Regions from separate parts of the Mus musculus genome. Here region 1 is linked to region 2. Evidence: chromatin contacts called from public promoter capture Hi-C data. All regions are on one chromosome and are shown on one strand. Each heading gives the region's core, a stretch centred on a gene start, on an enhancer-like site or on the middle of the called end of the contact. The rest is flanking DNA. Distances are from core to core; before and after follow the strand shown.

What was found. Capture Hi-C pulls out chosen DNA fragments and counts their contacts.
Region 1: a promoter capture Hi-C map of pancreatic islet shows a contact between it and region 2. The contact joins two enhancer-like sites. A contact is called at or near these places in 3 of 9 other capture datasets (adipose tissue, liver and pancreatic islet).

What each region holds. Positions count from the first base shown.
Region 1 is chr17:66,039,600-66,045,862 of GRCm38.p6, forward strand. It overlaps Ankrd12 (ankyrin repeat domain 12), which reads right to left. Exons shown (of 13, transcript NM_001025572.1): 4 at 2,934-3,002. Among named protein-coding and RNA genes, the nearest start is that of Ankrd12, 34 kb to the right of the region's middle. Within about 2 kb of position 1,437, at least 9 of the 459 cell types and tissues checked have an H3K27ac peak or open chromatin away from gene starts, as enhancers often do. A contact at or near this core is called in pancreatic islet, where this site is marked.
Region 2 is chr17:65,840,821-65,847,056 of GRCm38.p6, forward strand. It overlaps Ppp4r1 (protein phosphatase 4, regulatory subunit 1), which reads left to right. Exons shown (of 20, transcript NM_001114131.1): 20 at 37-1,106. The coding sequence ends at 200. Among named protein-coding and RNA genes, the nearest start is that of Ralbp1, 41 kb to the right of the region's middle. Within about 2 kb of position 2,426, at least 11 of the 459 cell types and tissues checked have an H3K27ac peak or open chromatin away from gene starts, as enhancers often do. A contact at or near this core is called in pancreatic islet, where this site is marked.

The DNA.
Region 1 (6,263 bases), core at 187-2,686, 200 kb after region 2:
GAGTATACTCTAACTCATACTTCCCTCCTGTGGGTCTGACACAGGTCCTGGCTTTGTAGCTAAGGCTGTTTTCAAACTGTCAAAAGACAGTTCATGCTGGGCCTGCACCCAAGGCAGAGGCAGGAAGACTTCTCTGAGTTCAAGGCCAGCCAGAGCTACACAGTGAGACCCTTGCTACCTCCTTCCACCACAAAAAAAGAAAAAATAATACTTTAAAGTGTATCTGCCTGGGTGTACTGTCTAGTTTTGTGTCAACTTGACACAGCTGGAGTTATCACAGAGAAAGGAGTTTAAATTGGGGAAGTGCCTCCATGAGATCCAACTGTAAGGCATTTTCTCAATTAGTGATCAAGGGGGAAAGGGCCCATTGTGGGTGGTGCCATCTCTGGGCTGGTAGTCTCAGTTCTATAAGAGAGCAGGCTGAGGAAGCCAGGGGAAGCAAGCCAGTAAGCAACATGGCCCTCCATGGCCTCTGCATCAGCTCCTGCTTTCTGACTTGGTTGAGTTCCAGTGCTGACTTCCTTGGTGATGAACAGCAGTATGGAAGTGTAAGCCGAATAAACCCTTTTCTCCCCAACTTGCTTCTTGGTCATGATGTTTGTGCAGGAATAGAAACCCTGACTAAGACACTGGGCTATAGAAAAGACAGACTAGCAAATGAATACATATGTAACTACTTCAGAAAATGACAAGTTGGATCAAACACACACCATTTTTACCCTTGCATTCAACATAAACTGTTTTTCTGAATTACCAGAATCATCTTTCTGAATTTACATTTTACATAAACTAGGAAAAGAAAGTTAACTCAATAATGGCTCGTGTAAATAGCAAAATCTGAGACAATTAGACTATTTTTTAAAATTGTTAAGTATTAGACAGCTATATTTCAAAGTTTGAGTTTTGTGCGGTTTTGGTTGTTGTTTTGGAGCAGGCCCTCTGTGGCAGGATTAGCAGGGCTCCCTGTACAGCTAGCAGCTCCAGCCTGAACTCCTATGACCTCCATCTGTCAAGGGCTGGGGCCTACAGTGGGCACACCTGCCTATGTTGTAAAATGTAAACAGTCAGTAAGACTATGTGGGATCTATCCTGTGAAATACCAGCCTGGCCTCTATGTCTTAGTAACTAAAACACATGCTCATTTGTTCTAATGGGCCAAAACTTTAAAACAGGGACACTAATAAAAAGAATCACTTTTCACTGTCTAACCCAAATCTAAAGTTCCACTTAGTCTCTTTAGAGATTATTAAGGAAAAAATCTGAGACATCTACCTAATACTAATCAAAATAAAAACAGAAATAGCTTTTTACATTAAATCAATCTTTCTCTCCTTTACTCTTTAACATTTGGAGCTTCAGAAACAGAGCGTTCCCATCTTACATTATAGAAAATTAGTGCTTTCCCCCCTCTTCCTGTCATATTAAACAGAACACTCAAGACTGCCATTTCCTGTAAGTAAGCGTAGAGTGTTATTACAGAGAAGAGACAGAGTTTTTTCTTGGGAAGATATTTCCCAGCAAAGTTAATGGAGGCAAGAGAACAAATTAACACAACTGCATTCGCAATGTTTGCACTACAGTCCTGGGGGCAGGGCCGTCAAGCTCAGGTGACCTCAGGCTACTTTGTCATGTTTGGGCTGGTCTTAGTGCTTAGCAGTCTCCTTTTGGAAAGACACTAATTCCACAGCAAACAATGTCCTCAGGACCTGCTGGCTTCTCCCTTCAATGACAGTGTTAAGGAAGGATTAGTTGTTCACCACTCCAGACAGCCCCACGATGTACAGGGTAAGTAAACCGGATGTTAGAAACAGAAGGTATATATATTTTCTACCTCTATAGCTAAGGATTATATGCTAATAACTAGGCAGAAATACCCAGGGACTATACTAGATTTTTATTTAAGTAAGTTCAGAGCTAGAAAGACTAATTTTAAGAAAAAAGATCAATCAAAATAAGCCAAACTGGTCCTGCCAAGTGCAGTGGTGCACACCTTAAAACCCAGCACTCAGGAGGCAGAAGCAGGAAGATCTCTGTGAGTTTGAGGTCAGCTGAGTCTACAGGGAGTTCTAAGCTACCAGGGTTATTCAGTGAGACCTCATCTCAAAAACAAATAATTAGGGTTGGAGAGATGGCTCAGAGGTTAAGAGCACTGACTGCTCTTCTGAAGGTCCTGAGTTCAAATCCCAGCAACCACATGGTGGCTCACAACCATCTGTAATGAGATCTGATGCTTTCTTCTGGGGTGTCTAAAGACAGCTACAGTGTACTTACATATAATAATAATTTTTTTAAAAAACCAAATAATTAGTTTTATTCTTTATTAATGAGGTGATTGAGTCCCAAACAATTAGAGCTATTATCAACCATAGAAGCTCTAACACGGACGTCAGTAGGGGCGTTTGTCTAGGTGACCTATCTGATATTTTAATCTACTTACAGTTAAATTCTACCCAGGAAGCAAAATCAATAAATACTAAAGAATTTGGTGGATAATATTTTTAAATATGTATACCAAAGAAGAAATAACATTACTAGACAAGTAACAAGACCCTTTTCATGAAAATGAGTGTACTTGTGAAGACTTTACAAGGCAAACTAAGGGCTTGGGCTCCCACTCTCAGGGAGGCGTCTACTGCGCAGAGCCGCAGGGAGGAGCCACTTGCATGGCTTCTTACATGACTGGGATTCCCACACTCTCCTGTACCAAACCCAAGTGGAGCTTATGACAACCCTACTATGTTCAGAGACACCATGTGCTGGGTGGGTATCTCACTCAGAACAGAAGCTGAAAGTGTTGGTGAATTCATAATGGTTCATTTAATTTAGCAAACATATGTATAAACTGGTTTCAAAATAAGTTCCTTATAATATAGTACCCAAATAAACATGACAGAACCCACGGGCTGAACAGGAACACCTGATGATCTAATTACCTGAGTATGTCCTGTAAGAAGATATAAGTCTCTCCCCCCAATTTTCACTTGTATGTCCTGGGTCTGAATCTACAGAATGAAAAGAGACAGGAGAAAAGGAAAAAGCAAACGGAGGGAAATGCAGAGTTCAACATAGCAACATCTCTGATAGACCACCAGTTAGTCAGGCATTGGTATGTCTCTGGCTTTACTTCAAAAACACTATTTGGGAAAAATAAAAGACATTTAAAATACAGGTCTGGCCAATATATAATATTTCAATTTCCTGAGTACCTTGAAGCTTAGAAATGCAGCCATATAGTTTCTATTACACCATGATATTGCTTATTATTATAGTTCTTTAAATGCCATTTTTAAGTCTGTCAATAATGTTAAGAGACTGTGTTCTTATTAGAATTTGCCCTGCCAAGGGCAACTTTTATTTGTCAAATAGTTGAATTTGCCAAAATAAGTTGAATCAAACATATTTTCTATAAGGGCCAAAATGATTCCCACCACAGAAGAGCATCTATGCATGTCAGTCCCCGAGACCACAAACTGTCTGTGCACTGTGCCATGCCAAGTGATATGGATTACTGCAGCGTTTACTACTAAAACCAGAAATCATCCAACATCATCAGCCTATAACCTCGTCAGAACACGGACCTCTGCCTAACAATTAGTAACAGCAACGGAGGACTCTGATCATACACCCAGAGCAGGGTTTCTATTCCTGGACAAACATCATGACCAAGAAACAAGGTGGGGAGGAAAGGGCTTATTCAGCTTATACCTCCAGACCGCTGTTCATCACTAAAGGAAGTCAGGACTGGAACTCAGGAAGCAGGAGCTCACTTTTACTATTTTTTGTGTGTGTATATGTGTGTGGGTGGTGGTGGGTGGTGGTGGGTGGGTGGGTGTTGGTGGGTGGGTGTCACTTTGTTGGTGTATTGACATATAATGTATCTTTTCAGAATCATTATTATAAATACAATTAATGACTTTAGTTAAATATGACTTATCTGATGTTTCGAAAAAATTAGAAAACAATCACAAAAAATAACCTATATGCCAGGCATGGTGGCGCACGCCTTTAATCCCAGCACTCGGGAGGCAGAGGCGGGCAGATTTCTGAGTTCACGGCCAGCCTGGTCTACAAAGTGAGTTCCAGGACAGCCAGGGCTATACAGAGAAACACTGTCTTGAAAAACCAAAAAATAAAATAAAATAAAATAAAATAACCTATACGTATGAAATAAATAAATGTGAAAACTTTAACTGTGAAACATTTTTAAAAGATTTATTTATTATATGTAAGTACACTGTAGCTGTCTTCAGACACCCCACAAGAGGGCATCAGATCTCATTACGGATGGTTGTGAGCCACCATGTGGTTGCTGGGGTTTGAAATCAGGACCTTTGGAAGAGCGTCAGTTCTGACTGTTAAGCCATCTCTCCAGCCTGAAAAGCTTATTGAAAGCCGTTTAAATCATTTGAACAGATTAACACAATGGCTCAAGTGGACTTTTAAGTATATTTACTAATAAAGTTAAGTATTAATAGTTTAACCGATTACCTTATCTTCTTTTGGAAGTATCCAATCTGCTCTGACCCTATATACTATTTGGCTTCGTTTGTTTATTTATTTAATAATTTTTGAGAAAAGGTCTCACCACACACCTCTGGAACTCACTATACAGACCAGGCTGGCCTCTTAACTCAAAGATCCACCTGCCTCAGCCTCCAAAGAGCTGGGATGAAAGGAACACCTGGCTAGAATTTTTTTTTTTTTTTTATGAATAAACATCAAAAAAGACACAGAACTTAATCCATAATAACCGACATAAGGTGGCTTGCAAACATCCATAACTCAAGTTTCTGGGGATCTAACACCCTCTTCCTAGCTGTACTGGCTGGTTTGGTGTGTCAACTTGGCACAAGCTGGAGTTATCACAGAGAAAAGAGTTTCAGTTGGGGAAATACCTCCATGAGATCCAGCTATAAGGCATTTTCTCAATTAGTGATCAAGTGGAGAGGGCCCCTTGTGGGTGGTATCATCCCTGGGCTGGTAGTCTTGGGTTCTATAAGAAAGCAAGCTGAGCAAGCCAGGGGAAGCAAGCCAGTAACTAATATCCCTCCATGGCCTCTGCATCAGCTCCTGCTTCCTGAGTTCCAGTCCTGACTTCCTTTAGTGATGAACAGCGGTCTGGAGGTATAAGCTGAATAAGCCCTTTCCTCCCCACCTTGTTTCTTGGTCATGATGTTTGTCCAGGAATAGAAACCCTGACTAAGACACTGCCCTTTGCAGGCACTGTATACATGAGGTATACAGACAAAAATGCTATCAAGATACCCATACACATAAAATAATAATAAAATTAAATTGAAAATAAATAAAAAACACCAAAAGTATAAGTTGAAAAATAGCTCTGTGGTAGAGGCCAGTCTTGCATGTGCAAGGCCACGAGTTTAATCTCTAGCACTATGAAACAAAAACCCCTCAAAAATGACTCTATTTAAAATGAGGGAATGGTGTAACAAATTTATAACCCCAGTAAACAGGGAGCAGAAGCTCGGGTCACTACAAATGTGAGGTCAGTCTGGTGTGCATTTGAGTTTTAAGCCAGCTAGGACTGCATGAGAAACTGTCCTAGCAAATATAATCAAGATCACAAAGGTGGCCGGGCAGTGGTGGCGCACGCCTTTAGTGCCAGCACTCAGGAGGCAGAGGCAGGCGGATTTCTGAGTTCGAGGCCAGCCTGGTCTACACAGAGAAACACTGTCTCAGAAAAACCAAAAAAGAAAAAAACAAAAACAAAATCACAAAGGTGATTATACTTACGAAGCACCTGCTATATATTATCTTAATATAACTCTTTTAACTATCATGTGGGGCTGGTGAGATGGCTCAGTGGGTAAGAGCACCCGACTGCTCTTCCGAAGGTTCGAAGTTCAAATCCCAGCAACCACATGGTGGCTCACAACCATCCGTAATAAGATCTGATGCCCTCTTCTAGTGTGTCTGAAGACAGCTACAGTGTACTTACATATAATAATAAATAAATAAATCTTTTTAAAAAATGTTAACTATAATGTGAAATAATTCTCTTTCCCTGTCACCTCTTAAATTAAAAAAATTGTTAGCACACTATGCTACCTTTTTTGTGTCAACCTGATACATGCTAGAGTCAACAGAAAGAAGGGATCAGAAACTGCCTGTGTAAGATCTGGATGTAGGGCATTTTCTTAGTGATTGATGGGCAGGAGGTGGGGGGGTGGGCATCCCTGGGCTGGTGGTTCTGGGTTCTATAAGGAAACAAGCTGATCAAGCCACGAGGAGCAAGACAGTAG
Region 2 (6,236 bases), core at 1,176-3,675:
CCAAGACTAATGTTGTGTCCTGCACATCGTTTCCAGAGTACTTCTTAGCCTCTGCCAGCTGTCACCAGGAGGCCGTGGAGCAGACAATCATGGCCCTGCAGATGGACCGAGACAGTGATGTCAAGTACTTTGCAAGCATTCACCCCTCCAGTACCAAACTCTCTGAAGATGCAATGAGCACAGCTTCCTCCACCTACTGACCCACGGTGTCCATCCTGCATCCGCAAGAGCCTGGCCTCGACTGCCTGCACCACTCGGGACAGCTGTGGTGGGGGCCTTCCTCCTGCCAACTCATTCGCAGGTGCAGGTTGCCTACTCCCAATACCAGTGGTTTTAAGAGTCAAGAGAAAGTACAGTAAACACTATTATCTTATCTTGACTTAAGGGAAAGTAAATCTCAGAGGATTATAATTGTCACCAAAGCCTTAACTCGTTCCTTCATCTTCCTGACTGATGGCTTGAATTGGCAGAGCATTTTCCCTTCGGGAAGGATGAGGTTCCCAGAGACCTGCGTTGCTTTCTTCTGGTTTTATTTAACGGCTGATAAATGACATTCTTACGGCCAGAAGGTGGATGTGCACCGGACAGGAAAGGCCTTCAGTATTAGCCTAAGCATTTCTTCTAGGTGCTGAGCCTGTTCAGCTCCTTGGCTGCCCTGCCCAGCCCAGCCCTAAGTGTGAATAGTTCTTGGCGTGTATAAATGACAAAGGAGTTTTTCCTCTCCTAAGGGCTTGATGTTAACACTAAATAGAATCTGATTTTGACTCCTAATGCAGCACATTGCTGTACACATTTACAGAATGTTTGCAGAATCTCTCCTGATATTTTTCATGCTGGTCATGACCTGAAGGAAATTTCTTAGCACGAATATTGTGTCAGGTATTTTTAACTTGATCATGGTCAGCTCTGAGGTGCAACTGTGTCTTCCCGTGCTGCACCCCTGTGACCACTCTGGGGTGTGCAGCCTGAATCATGCTGTTAGAACTGTTGTGGTACAAGCTCCAAATAAAATTTATTAATAGGATCTATAAAGAGAGACACCACCCACTTTGTTTCCTAAATGTCTACAAATAAATGCAGTATGTGGCCTGTATTACTTAGCATAAGATGGGAGAAAGGCGTTTGTCTTTAGCTCAGTGTTCACCTGTCAGCCCTCCTCTTGGCAGGCGGCAGCAGCCTGAAGTCCAGGCTGCTATGAACACCACCTACTCAGTGCGCCATGGAAGGGCAGCCAGGGCGGGTGTTGGCTTCACTTGAGGACTGACCCAGCCTTAGGATGCTAAGCCTTAGCTTCCATCCACGACCCCTTCGGCCTTGCAGCTTCCATGGTGGGAGAGCGCGCACCTTCACGGGTGGCCCCTGACCTCTGCAGGAGTGCAATCCAGGTAGGTGGTTCCAGGCCCTGCTGCTCCCTGGAACTGACTCACCCTCTCTCACCTCTCAAAACCAGGACCACATGAAACAGCTACCAAACCTGAGATGCAGATTTGCCCACCCTGGACCACACCTTGTATGTGCTGACCCTGAGTAAACATCCTTCCCAGAGCTTGACTCAGTGTGTTGGTCTCACTACCCAGTGACTAGCATCAATTGTCCCAGTAAAGCCAAGGTTTCACTCATTCTTGTTACTCACAGCTCACTTTTCAGCCCTAGCGGAACAAAACAAGATTCTTTATTCAACATGTCACACAAACAACAGTAGGCCCCCACTGCTGGTATTTCTCTCAGTATTTCCCACCTTTCCACACAATTGCTCACTGAGCCATGAGCCTCAACAGCTTCTGCAGAGCAGCATTCCCAATCCATCTGAAACTCTCCCCTAAACAGCGGAGCCTTGTCCGTCTGTCTGTCCCAGCAGGGCTCCACCCCAGAAGCGCCTTCCATTCTAGTCTGCTTTCCAACGCTGAGAATAAATACCACGGTCAGAAGCAGCCTGGGAAGGAATGGGTTCATCTCTGCTGACAGGTTACAGTTCATTATGGAGGGAAGGCGGCCAGGGCAGAAGCCTGGAGCAGGAACTGAAGCAGACACCTGAGGGGCAAAGCTCACCGGCTCAGCGTGTTTATATACCTCAGGCCCACACTGGGCTGGGCATTCCCATGGCAATCATTACTCCAAGAAGAAATCCCGTCTGACGGAGGCAGTTCCTTAACTGACATCTCTTTCTAGACAAAGCTGCTATCTTGTCCAGTTGTCAAAACCTAGCACAGGAAAGAGTTGGCTGACTGGGTTTGTCTTTATCCCAGTCCATCACTGAGGGAACCCAGGAGGGACACTGCTGACTAGCCTGCTCCCCGTGGCTTACTCAGCCCACTCTCTTGTACAGTTCAGGACCATCTGCCCAGAAAATGTCACACAGGCATCTCTGATGGAAGCTACTTTCCTCCTAGTGACTCACTTGTGCCAAGCTGACCAAAAGTAACCAGCACACCGTGTCACCTTTTAATGTCAGTTCCTCAGTAGCTGACTGTCCAGAAGCAGCCAGAGCTGCCAGAATGGCAGCCTGCTAAAAAAAAGAAACACAGCCATTAAACCTGCAGAGCCAGGTCTCTCAGGCAAAAGCAACAGCAAACCAATTAGTACTTGAAGTAGTTTTCCTGATGTAAAAGCAAGTACAGATATAATGTATTCCCATGACAGTTTGTGACTAGTACACAGTAGTAATAAGTGCCTTGTAGCTACTTCATACTGTGTAGCTAGCCTTGGGGAGCCTATAGGCTGCTGAGTAGGCAAATGCTCAGCTTCTCACCCCAAAATGGAGTAAAAGAGGCTATTCTGGAGCCAGAAGAAAGTGGTCACGGAACAGGCTTAGCTCCCCACAAACACCATATTCCAACATGGCAAAGTTTCGTGACGTTTTTCTAGTAAGTAGACAAAGGTGGTAAATCGAGATGTATTTTTCAGCTACCCTGGTGGAAACACCAGGCGGGTGGGTAGAACACACTGACCTCTGCTGCAGGACTCAGGTTCCCTAGCCACAAGCTTGGTGTGCGTCCTACCGGAAACTCATAGTTTGCTGAGAATTCATTGTGAGGAGTTTTGATAGTGACAGTGAACAAGGAATGGTTTTCAGAGAAACTAAGAGGAGCACAAGAGAATTTGGTCTGCAATATTTTAACTCCCTGGTCACCATGTGGTCTTGTAGGATCTTTAGTAACACTTTAGCCCCTCCCCACTTCTGTTCCTTGCAGAGAAGCCATATTCTTCAGAGGCAGCTTGCTCACCTCTCCCCAGCCCGTCTCTCTCCCCTTTGTTTACAAGTATTTGCAGTTTCTGACTTAAGAGGCAACAGAGACTGTCGCCTGTGTCCTTTTGCTGACTGCCTCCTACTCCCTTATCCCACCCCGGAACTAGAGTTCCTGCTTGCTTGCGTGGTTGCCCAGGGAATGGCCATTTCTTTGGTACATAACCTTTTTCCTGAAGCTTTGGGAGTTAACCATGATACCAACACTTTAGATTTTCTTAACCCCCTAGAACTTCAAATAGAGCAGCTATCCCAGGGGAGCAACAATTGTAAAATTGGCAGCTTTTGTCAAAGACAAAAGTTGGCTCGTCTGGCTGCTTGGCAGGCAGTAGGCAGCATGGCCCCAGCGCTCTTTAATGCTTTCTCTACTTAGAGCTGGAATTTTGAGATCTACCTACCTGCGGTCTACAGCCTACAGCCCCAGACAGCAGCCAGGAGGATGAGCATATATAGCCCAGGGAGAATCTCTTCCTCCATATCCACCTGTCCTGACTATGCTGGAACCCCCAGTCCCAGGGTAATTGGAAAGACACTAGTTTCTCGTCTCAAGCTGTAGTGACCATAAGTGCCGCCATTTGGAAAAGGCTGGGCAAGTGTCAGCTTGGCCCTGGGTCACGTTCATGTAAAATGCTAGGCAGCAGGGATGTGTGCCCAGGGGTGGGGGAGGAGGGGCAAGGAAGCAGGATTCTAGAAGCTCAGTCCCGACGAATCAATGTGAAACAGGAGGAATAGTAAGGTTCATATACTCAATGGAATACTATTCCACTGTAAATAATGAAAGCATTAAACTTGCAGGTTAAGTGGGCAAAACTAGAAAGTAGTATACTGAGCTCCTGCCCCCCCCAAAGAAAACAAACACAATATTTGTTTTCTTATTTGTAGATGGTAGCTCCGAATCTTCAGATGCAAATATACCTGGAGTAATCAGATACCAGAGAAACGGGATGGTGTTGTGGGAAACACTAGATGGATAGAGACCTGCCTGCAGGAGAGGGAGAAGGGGTAGCGAACACTAAGGCTACTGAAACGCTACAGACAACATTGCACCATGACTCAAAATTACAGAGCCAGCTGTGGTGTGCACCTTTGCCGCTCAGCACTCAGGAGGCAGAGGCAGGTGGATCTCTGAGTTTTAGGATAGCTAAGCTAAAGACTTTGTCAGAAAACCTTATGTATATTATCTATGTTAACATACAAACATGTAAGTTCATATGTAGTTCAGTGGAAGTTTTGCCAATTAGTGACACTTCCTCCAAAATACACAGAACAGCTAACAGACATCATCTCAGTGCTGGGCACAGGGAGCCTCCTTTAGAGTTGCTGGCCAGTGGGCAGTCCAAGAGATCCCCAAACGATACAGGCCTTGTTGTTGTCGTTTATGCCGTCCAGGAAAAAAAAGACAAAACCCTACTGCTGAAGGCAACCACACACTTCCAACACAGGATTTAACCTGGAAGCCTTCTCGCTGGGGACTGGCTCTCAGGATGGAACCATGCAAGCCGCTCACAGCAATGCTATTATCAGTACCATCTTGCTGTAATACATTAGTGACCATGTTGAAGTAATGGCTTGTACATCCTATGGGTAGCCAGCAGTCGCCTTGTTGGACTTAAGGCCCACTTAGTAGAGAATTCATGCCTAGCTCTATGAACTCAGCCAGGTACCACGTATGCCTGATGAGGACCTGGAGCCCAGATGGCCTGCAGCCACTTCCCTCACCAGGGTCATTCTAAACTCATCCCCATAACCACAGATTGTCAAAAGCTTCTTTTTTGCAGCAGGCAGAGATTACAGAAAGCCACAGCTGGTGATATGCAGAGATGGACTGAGGTGTTTGATCCAATCAATATATCTGCAATACGATTTGTACACTGAAGGCTGGTGAGCAGGAGCGGGGGAAGAGGATAGTCTAAGCCAGAGGACTAAGACATCTGTCTGACAGTCTCTTCTTAAACCGACAAAAGGACAGACACACAGAGGGATGAGGTGATAGGATCAAAGTATGTTATATATGAAATCCCATAAAAATAAGATATATTTACTATGTAAAAAGATATTTAATACTAATTAACAATCAAGAAAAGACACCCAATGTCAGCCTCTGGCCTCCACACACCATACATACAGTAATAGACTTACCTACAATAGACATACAACAGACATACAGTAACACACAAAATAAACTGTTGATGCAGTCTTGCCTGTGCCCTGGCGCTTCATGACAATATGCAGATTATGTCCTCAGGAAACGTCTATGCCTTAAAGCCCTACACTAGGGATTAAATCTAATAAACCTTCCTTTTTGAAATGAGGATTTTTGTTTTGTCAATGAGAAATGAAGCCCTACAGGATAAAATTGCTTACTGGGGGTGAAGCATGCAAGCTATGTATTTCCTGTGCCTCCCTGAAAGCCGTTTCTCACAGTTGAGAAGCCCAAGCCCCAACACTACCAGACACCCAGGGCCCCTTCGCCTGAAGTACATACACACCTGAAGAGAGGCAGGAGCCTGCACCTTGCTGAAGACATCACCAGAGGACATGGTACTGAGCAGACGTGAAGCAGTTTTAAAAATTAACTACAGCTCACTGCAAATGAAGCTATTCCTCTTTCCTCTGTCAAACTAGAACAACTTTTCATGGGTCGTACTAATTGAATGGTGGCAAAACTCCAGATTAGAGGGGACAAGCATCCAGGCTGGAATTGGGCAGTGGGGGACGTGGACACAGCAGCAGCACCTTACTGCTCTGCAGAGGGAGCCTGTATATGGGAATTTAAGGACCCTGCTACTTGGTCCTTACTTCCTGGGTCTCCTGAAGTCCAGTATAGAACCATTTACTAATTATGCATCATCTTACAAATGTGTAATCTTATCACAATCTCTCTACCTAGTTGATAGGGGTCTTTGATTTGTTTCTACTGAAGAATATCAACTAAGCTTAGATCATACTCAGACGAATAAAACATTAGCAAAACGACCTGGAGGAAGGTTCC